3 separate regions of the Mus musculus genome follow, and regions 2 and 3 are each linked to region 1. A link is a contact called in public Hi-C data. All regions are on one chromosome and are shown on one strand. Each heading gives the region's core, a stretch centred on a gene start, on an enhancer-like site or on the middle of the called end of the contact. The rest is flanking DNA. Distances are from core to core; before and after follow the strand shown.

Region 1 (2,700 bases), core at 135-2,634:
TTGTGAGCTTGTATCTGACTAAACTTTGATTCTGAGCTGGACCCTGACATCTCTGGTTGGACTCTGGTATCTGACTGAATGTCTCTTTTATGTGTAAGTACAGTGAGAGGCCATTGAAATTTATTGAAATTCTATGTATTATCCATTGCTCTCCTTTGCTTTCTGTGTCTGTTGCTAACAATTTAAGGCCAACTCCTCACACCTTCTTAGAAACTCTTCCGTGACATTCATACCTAGCTCTCACATCTGAGCTTACTCCAGAGAGTGGCAATTATTTCTCTCCCTGGCCAGTCAGTAACAGCCTCCAGAACCTTGGCTTGTCTCTTGAAGAACATTCTTCTCCAACTGTGATCTCTCTTCCATCCTCTAATGAGCATCGACTCTCTTGCCTGTGCAGTCTGTTCCTTTAAGAAATGCGACCAAAGAGATGGGAGCTAAAGGAAAAAATAACTCACAAAGAATCTGCAGGACAATGTATGACGATTACTTTCCTTCCCATCGTGAAGTCCTGCCCCATTTTATTGCTTTCGGTTAGCGACACTCTTTTCCAGAAGAATCTGAGTTCTGGTCACATTGTGCTCTCACGGAGGAACGCCCCAGATTGGCAGGTGCTTCAATCGAGTTAACCACAAGCCATGGTGTCAACTGGCTAAACACCCACTTAAAAGACGTGGGACAAAGCTTAGGGCAGCCACCTGCATATTCCCTCACACCAGGACTCAGGAGACAGAAAGGCTAAGTCTGAGTGGGAAGGAAGCAGGGGAGAAGAAGCTGTAAAGGATACAACCCAGGCCAGTCACCCGAGACAGCTATTTCATGGGAATCTCTTCCTGATGCTAGACCCTGAGGGCAGGGGCACACAGCCACAGCAGCGTTGTTCTGAGCTTGAGTTTTAAACATGAATCAGCCTGAAATCAGCTCTTTACAAAGGCTCGCTAGAGAAGTCCATGTTAAAGACTTGGTACAGGGGGGGGGGGGGGGGAAGAGTACAGGCCTCCTCTAGGGAGAAGCAGGGCAGCATGTGCATGGCCCATTGACTCTGGCCCATGTGTGGCCAGCCTGCTTCTTGGTTCCCCCATGTAAACAGCTAAATGCTCCTATCAAGAAGTGCTAAGGCCAAGATGAAGAAGGCAGAAGCATGCCTGAATAGCATGGCAGCCTTTGGATGCAGAGCAGGTAATCTGTATGGAAGTGAACATAAGGGAAGAGAACCCATCAGTAAAGTGCTCAGAGTTTGTGGGACTGGGTATGTTCTTCATGGCTGAACTTTCCAAAGACTGTGCTTGTCATTTAAGATCAATAAACACAAGGCTCTGCAGGCTCACTGCGAGGCAAAGCATCAGGACCGGAGGATGGCCATGCCAAGTCTACCCTCACCCCACTGACGAGGCTCTGAGCCCTGCCTTCTCTTGATAAGGAGTGCCCCCTGTCTTCTCTTAGATGCCAGCACATAGCCCCATCATCTCCAGAGTTCTTGGTCAGTGTTTGCTGTAGAACCTCAGGGTGAGTGGTGGGTGGAGCAACTTATTTTCTACAAAAGAGTCAGGGACTTGTTAAATGACCTCAACTCCTAGAAACCAGAACATGTTAAGATTTTTTTTTAATGTTCCCTGAGAAAGACAATTCTAGTCTTTGGAAGTGCCAGGGTTGTTGCAGAGCCTATACTTTCAAAGGCAGCTGAAGAGTACCCTAGAGAAGTCCAGGAGGAAAGAAACATTCAGAAAGAGGCAAGAGTGAATCCAAAGTACTCCATCCAATGGGTGCCACTCCTTCTAAATAATTAAGCTGATGACCTGGCCATGACTTCTAACTATGATTTGGCTTAATTGATGAACAATAAAACACCAGAGTTCAGCAAGGCAACAAAGAGCATCAAGACCAAAATGTGAACGTGATATTGTTATGCCGAGAAGAACGCATCTATAAATCCCCTTCTGCCTCCTTGCAGGGACTGCAGATGAATATCCTCACACTGAAATTATTTTGGAGTCTAAAGTCAGTTTTGTAAAATGCTCATGAGGAAAGGAATATCACACAAGACATAATTCTAAAACTCGGGTGGGGATAGAAGATATGCACACACAGAGGTGTGTGCATATGACATTCTGTTAGTGAGTGAAGCCCAAAGGAGGAGATGATGGTTTCAGCAAGGAAGGATGGTGGTGAGGTGTCATGCAGCATTCTCTATGTGCAGACCACAGGCTGGCTGCTTCAGAGGGGCATCTCCTTTGGTCTCCCCACAGGGTTGGTGGAGTGTTGAATTTTCTGCAGAAAAGGGGTAACATAATTGCCCGGAGTCCTTAGCTCTACAGTAGTGGGAGAACTGAGCCTCACACCTAGGCAGGGGGCCCAAAAACTCTCATGCTCATCTAACTGTCCAGCTTGAGTGAGAAAAGATGCTAGTGGAAGGAGCTTAGGCCATACAGTAGCTACTCACCTCATGGCTGGGCCAAAGCATCCAAGAAAAAGCAACTTAAGGAAAGACAGAGAGAGTCATGTAGGAAAGAGCCTGAAGTGGCTGGTCACATTGCATCTGCAGTGAGAAAGACAAGATAGATGGATCACAATTCACTGCCTTCTTACTCATTCTGAGCTGAGATCCCAGACTATGCAGTGGTCCCACCAACATTTAGAATGTGTCTTCCCTTCTCAATGAACTTTTTATATATATATACATACATACATATATATATATATATA
Region 2 (2,701 bases), core at 74-2,573, 670 kb before region 1:
CTAGGAGTGACTCACAGATTCCCCTGAATGTAGCTATTCACAAACCCCAGCTTTGTAGTCATAGATAGGGGGCACCAGCTTGGCTTCTCCAGGGACTGGTGGCCACCAGGAACAGAGTCCCCTTCATGTCACTCAGATACATGGGGATAGAACAAACTTGGCAGGAAATCTATCCTACATCTTATATGTCATGATGGACAAACCCAGGGTTCCCTAGGCTAGGAGCTACAGCAGCATATACTACAGACTCCAACAAATAAAAAAAAGGCTTTGATGATTTTAGAACTGAACTATAAACTGTCAGAGTTCTCAAGTGCTGCTAAGCAGGGCAGACAGAGAGAGATGGCTCAGTGGATAAAGGTGCTTGGTGGCCAGATCCCTGGGTCCCTAGTACCTTCATGGTGGAAAGAGGAAAGAGTCCTGCCATTGTCTTCTGACCCCCCCATCCACATGTACTCTCTGACATTCACATACCACTCCCCAAATAACTAAATATGAAATGATTAAACAAAGAAAACAAAACAAAAAAGCCTGACCAGTCTATGGGTAGGTTTACTGTTTTACCCAAAGACTATCATTCTACAATTATTTGGCACCATCTGTTTTCAGTTGAAAATAAAATGACTTAAGACATCATTCTTCTGTTGGTCAAGGGGAGAACATGACAACAAGACTGGTGGTCAGTACCTCGCCATGAACTATTTCTCTGTATTTACCTTACTGACTGGGGTTTGGTTAATCAATTAAAAACCCGTATTAATAGAATTGGGCAGAACAAAAATTTAAACATCTGGAAGAAATATGAATAACTAACATCAAGTTACTTGGTGTGTAGCAGGCTACCACAAGCCAGCAGCCTACTCAGCTGCAGAGGACTGGCCTTCTGGCACCCGAAGAGATGCAGGTCTCAGGTTGGAGTGTGTGGCTGAGGAAAAAACCAGCTGAGACAGTAGCCCTGGGTCCAGGGCTGGCTTCATGCTTCACAGCCTGGGCGATTGCAGAAAGTCATGTGCCCCAAATGACCACCCTTGGCCTTCTGCTTGCTCTAGGTGGCTCTCCGGTCCTCACCATTTTGTCTCTGGATCTGTGTTTTGTGAGTGGTATGCAATGGGTTGCTGAAGCACGCATGTGGCACATGAGCAGGCGAAGTGTCACAGTTGGCGATCCAGTTCTCCACACCAGGAGCAGGGTGTCTGCCAGTCACTGGATGCAGGGGGTCATGAGATTCAAAGCAGGTACGAGCTGATGTCCTGGGGAAGTCACCAGCCGCTGAGAGCTGGTTGGGTTGAGCATAGTCAGAAAGTGGGGCAAAGCAAATGAGTTCATTTCCTGTGTCTTTCCACGGTCTGGCAAGATTGAAATGTTCAGTCACACATGATAGACGGGGGCTAGAGTCTTCAAGGGACCATGGTGTGTGTGATGGTGATCCTGGAAGGTTGAAGAGGTCGTGCTACCTCAAGGTATTGAGTTGTTTGTGTGTTTCCCGAGATGCTCCTCTGTACAGACACTGCACACTCACTTGTGTGAAAGTGTTTCAGTGATGTGGGGCTTCACACCACATAGCGCATAGGGCAGATGTCACACTGGCTCTCACCCCTTCTGTCATTTCAGAACGTACCTACTTTTATTTACATGCCAAAGGCGACTGTAGCACAGCAGTCGCTGGCTCACAAACCCTGTGTTTACTGATCTTTCCACAGCTAATTTCTACCCCTGTGCCCCCTGTGGCACCTGCTATTTCCCCATCATGGCATTTGTGCAAGTGTGCGTGTGAGCGTGTGTGTGTGTGTGTGTGGGGGGTGTGGTTGTGTGCCTATGTACAGTGTGTGCATGCCTCTGTGTCTCTGTGTCACGGTGTGTTCGTGTGTGTATTGTCTGTATATATCTTGTGTGTGTGTGTGTGTGTGTGTGTGTGTGTGTGTACCTGTGTCTGTGTATCTCACATGTGTATATGCATGTGTGTGTGTGTTTGGGTGTGTATGTATGTTAATCTGTACATGTGTGTATACCACACAACATAGTTGTTGGCCGACTATTCATCTCAGTTTGTGTAAGTACCCTGCTACTGCCTCATGTTCACACAAAGACAAAATTGCCTGATGCTGCACTTCTCCCAAGTGCCCTGTGGTTTGGCAGTGTGGGGTTGGATACACACACTCTAACCACTGTAGACTTGTACCTTGTGCTCAGATGGTCAGCCACCTTTTATCTAGAATGTATGCATGAGTGGAAAACTTATGCCAAAACTTCAAAGTTTTGATTTCTTCATGAGGGACAATGTCTAACAGAGATAGAAAAGATAGAGAACTCTCTTTCTCTCTCTCTCTCCCTCTCCCCCTCTCCCTCTCCCTCTCTCTCTCTCTCTCAGACACACACACACACACACACACACACACACACACACACACACCAGACACATACATTCTCTCTCTCACAGCACACACACATATATAGGCACATATTCTCTCTCACACACATAGGCACATACTCTCACACACACACAGAGCATACACTCACACTTACTGGCACACAGACACATACTCACACAGACACACACACACACATACATACACACTCACAGACACAGCAAACACATACACACTCATATTCTCTCACACAGACACACATACACACACAGCAAACACACATACAATCATTTTTTCTCTGACATACACACAGCACACACACACTCACATTATCT
Region 3 (3,023 bases), core at 445-2,944, 790 kb before region 1:
GTGATTTTGGTGCTTTCTGTGTCTGCCCTGCATAGCCAAGGCACATTGATCTCTGCGGTTTGCTTTTGTACTGGCAAGGCGGAATATTTTTATTACCTTTTCTATTACGTATCGTATGAGCTTTTGTTGTTTGCCTAGAGGGTTTGTCTCTTACAGCAAGTTTGGAGCTATTTATTATTGCTTGGTATTTGTGCTCTGCTTTTAAGAATGGGCACTTGGTTTTATTTTTGTTTGTTTGTTTTTTTGTTGTTTTTTAATTATGGATAAAATGTTGAGATGACAAAAGGTCATTTCAATATGGCTTAGTAAAAATATTTATTGTTTCTTCTCTGTACAAGATTTTGGGCCTCTTTTTTCCCCCTTAATGTCACAATGTTGAGTTCAGCATGTGTCTGCCATTTCATTTGTTCAAAACCAAGTTTGTTCTGGTTTCAAGTTATGAAAATAAATTGGGACATTTAACTTGATCTCCAAACCTTGTCCTTTTCTGTGTCTTTTAAAGGTGGGGGATGGACAGCTTATTTCTAAGAGGGGATTGAAGGTCTCTGTTTTCCCTTCTGATTTATGCTTTAAGTCCATGGCCAGGAAGAGAGAGAGAGAAAAAAAAACCACTTCCAGGAAGCAGAGAGGTTTGGAAAGGCTCTTAGCCCCGGCTATACACCATGTGCATACACAGTGAGGCCTTGTCTCAAGAACAAACAGCAAAATTAAAATGAAGAGGGGAAACGGCTATGAAAAGCAGTTCACGGCAGCCCAGGGTAACTCTGGTAATCACGGATCTTCCATGCTATGCTCCCTTCTCAGTCATGGTCAAGCACCTCTGCCGTGGGTTTAGCAGATGCTGTGACCATATCCTGAGTTCAGTTAAATCCCGGGTTGGGCCACGTGAAACCACTTATTTATGTTTTGCCTGGGAGGTGGGGAATATGGTCTCTAAGCTCTGCATTCTGGAAGCAGTAGCCAGGTCTCAAGTCTGAGGTTAACCTGGGTTCTAATATTGGGGTCCAGGCCAGCTTGGGGTGTATAGCAAGATCATGTATGAGAAAGAGAGATAAAGAGAAAGATGGGGGAAGAAGGAAATAGAGAAGATGGGGAGGAGGGGAGAAAGGAAAGGAGAGGAAGGAAAGAGGAAGACAGGAAGGAGGAACAAAGGAAGGAAAAGTGACAGGCAGAGACTCAGAACTGGAAACCAATGTATTGGGTCCCAGACAGCTTCTCTGTGCACTTGAGCAGCTGCTCTTGGCTTTCCAGGTCCTGAATGAGGGTTCAAGGTCAGACAGCGGCTCTGATGGCCACAAGGGAGGATTCCCTCCCCTCCCCTCCCGCCCCCTCCTCTTCCCTTCCCTTCCCTTCTTTATGCAAGGCGTTAACAAGTGGAAGAAACAGTCTCTGGGGTTCACCAGTGTCAAGCCTTGCACAGTGAAAGAGTCTGGAACTTTTGGTTCACATGCAGAGCAGCCTGATGGAAGATGTCGGGGTTCTGTAGGCTTCTGGGTATGTCTGCACGGGTGAAGTTACGCTGCTTTCCTAACTCCACGTGAGCTACATGGGAAGAAGGAAAGGTCCTCCTGGGTTCCTGATCTCAAAGCGACAAGGGAATTCCACCTGAAATCACCCACCAGTCTCATCATGAGCTGAGTGCTGTGCTAGTGAGTGTTCACTGGGAGCGCGGAAGGAAGGGAGGGAAATGTAGGAGCCTCATGGCCAAGGCGCTCTGTGGGTTCCGCCCACGGAGGCTGAGGCGACCAGACAACCAGGACGATGTGCTACCCTCCATCACGTCTTTAGCCCAAACCAGACAATGTCCTCCCAAGAAGCAGTCACATGACAGAACAGGAAGAACAATTTGAACCGCTGCACCGGAAGTGGAGCAGAGCACTGCTTGGTGATGGGGAGCAGGAGAGAAGGGCAGGCCCGAGTGCTTTCTAGAGCCCAAGGAACAAGAATTCCCAGGGAAGACATTTTGTTTGTTTGTTTTGCTTATTTTTCCCACAGCCTTTCCCTCAGTTGGCTTAGAAACACAGGCTTTAAGCCTTAGTACTTCTTACCCAGAGGGATAGTGGAGCTGAAATGGTCCAATCTCTTACCTTAAGAACTCAGAGAGTGAGCTCTTTTGGGGAGGTGGGGAGGGGAGAAGAGACACTCTCCTCTTTAAGCCAGGGGAACAAATGCTTAGGGTTGAGTCATGGAAATTGTTCAGATGAACAAGTTAGCGAATGCTCAGGCTTACAACAAACCGAGGGCCATGGGGCAAATAGGGGACAATGTAGGGCAAAGAAAGGGCTTGATGGAGTCTCAATCGGTTTCCTTGGTAACTTTTTATGATCTCAGGTCAGTCTCTTCCCTTTTCTGGGCCTATAGCAAAGGGTTAAGGCAACAGGGCTGAACCATTTTGCCCTCAGACACTAAAGGTGATACCAGATGCCTGGGTTCCACCAACAGAGCAAGCTTGACAGCAGAATATCCCGGTTGCTGGCTGCGACTGAAGGTTTCCCCCGAGATATAAATCCTGGGATCTCTGCAGTTTCCAATCGTCCCGTTGTGGTTTGGGGCATCTCTGAAGTTTCTGGACAGCTTTAGTCACCCCATTCTGAGCTGCAAGGTCCAGCAATTAAAATGAGAAAAATTCCCTTGTCTGCTTTGGAGATAAAACCAGAGGAACGGGACTTTTTATGTTAATGTGATGGAGATACATAACGAATCTCATGTAACTTTCAAGCCGGGAGGATGAAAACGCTGACGCTCCGTGCAGGTGATGCCTTAGCCACTAATTGCCTGCCCTGAATAGTCTTCAAAACGGCTCCATCGGATTCTGATTGCAGACCATCTAGGATGCTTAAAAGACGTCTAAACAGGCTCAACCTGGAAACCAATTTAGCTCCAAGGCAGGGACTGAGCTGAATGTCATGTGTGTGAACGCAGGGAGGGCTCGGCTTGTCTCCTCGCTCCCAAGGAGAGAAGCAGGAGAGGCAGAATTTTTCCCGGGCTAGGTGGTGTGGGTAGCAAAGGAGTGAAGAAGAGGG

What was found. Hi-C and Micro-C count contacts between places; a contact is called where the count stands out from the background.
Region 2: a contact with region 1 is called in a Hi-C map of double positive thymocytes, with 2.1 times the contacts expected there. The contact joins two enhancer-like sites. A contact is called at or near these places in 5 of 484 Hi-C or Micro-C datasets (CD4 T cells, CD8 T cells, double positive thymocytes and 1 more) and 3 of 115 datasets of contacts at active chromatin or transcription factors (embryonic basal ganglia, regulatory T cell precursor and thymic regulatory T cells).
Region 3: a Hi-C map of Th2 cells shows a contact between it and region 1, with 2.0 times the contacts expected there. The contact joins two enhancer-like sites. A contact is called at or near these places in 8 of 484 Hi-C or Micro-C datasets (CD4 T cells, CD8 T cells, Th1 cells and 3 more) and 2 of 115 datasets of contacts at active chromatin or transcription factors (embryonic basal ganglia and thymocytes).

What each region holds. Positions count from the first base shown.
Region 1 is chr12:107,117,250-107,119,949 of GRCm38.p6, reverse strand. No RefSeq gene overlaps it. Among named protein-coding and RNA genes, the nearest start is that of Gm52008, 7.5 kb to the right of the region's middle. Within about 2 kb of position 1,384, at least 30 of the 459 cell types and tissues checked have an H3K27ac peak or open chromatin away from gene starts, as enhancers often do. A contact at or near this core is called in CD8 T cells, Th2 cells, double positive thymocytes and 3 more, where this site is marked.
Region 2 is chr12:107,782,678-107,785,378 of GRCm38.p6, reverse strand. No RefSeq gene overlaps it. Among named protein-coding and RNA genes, the nearest start is that of Gm33341, 40 kb to the left of the region's middle. Within about 2 kb of position 1,323, at least 25 of the 459 cell types and tissues checked have an H3K27ac peak or open chromatin away from gene starts, as enhancers often do. A contact at or near this core is called in CD8 T cells, double positive thymocytes, regulatory T cells and 2 more, where this site is marked.
Region 3 is chr12:107,907,847-107,910,869 of GRCm38.p6, reverse strand. Bcl11b (B cell leukemia/lymphoma 11B) reads left to right here. Exons shown (of 4, transcript NM_001079883.1): 4 at 1-467. Among named protein-coding and RNA genes, the nearest start is that of Gm33341, 85 kb to the right of the region's middle. Within about 2 kb of position 1,694, at least 11 of the 459 cell types and tissues checked have an H3K27ac peak or open chromatin away from gene starts, as enhancers often do. A contact at or near this core is called in Th2 cells, double positive thymocytes and regulatory T cells, where this site is marked.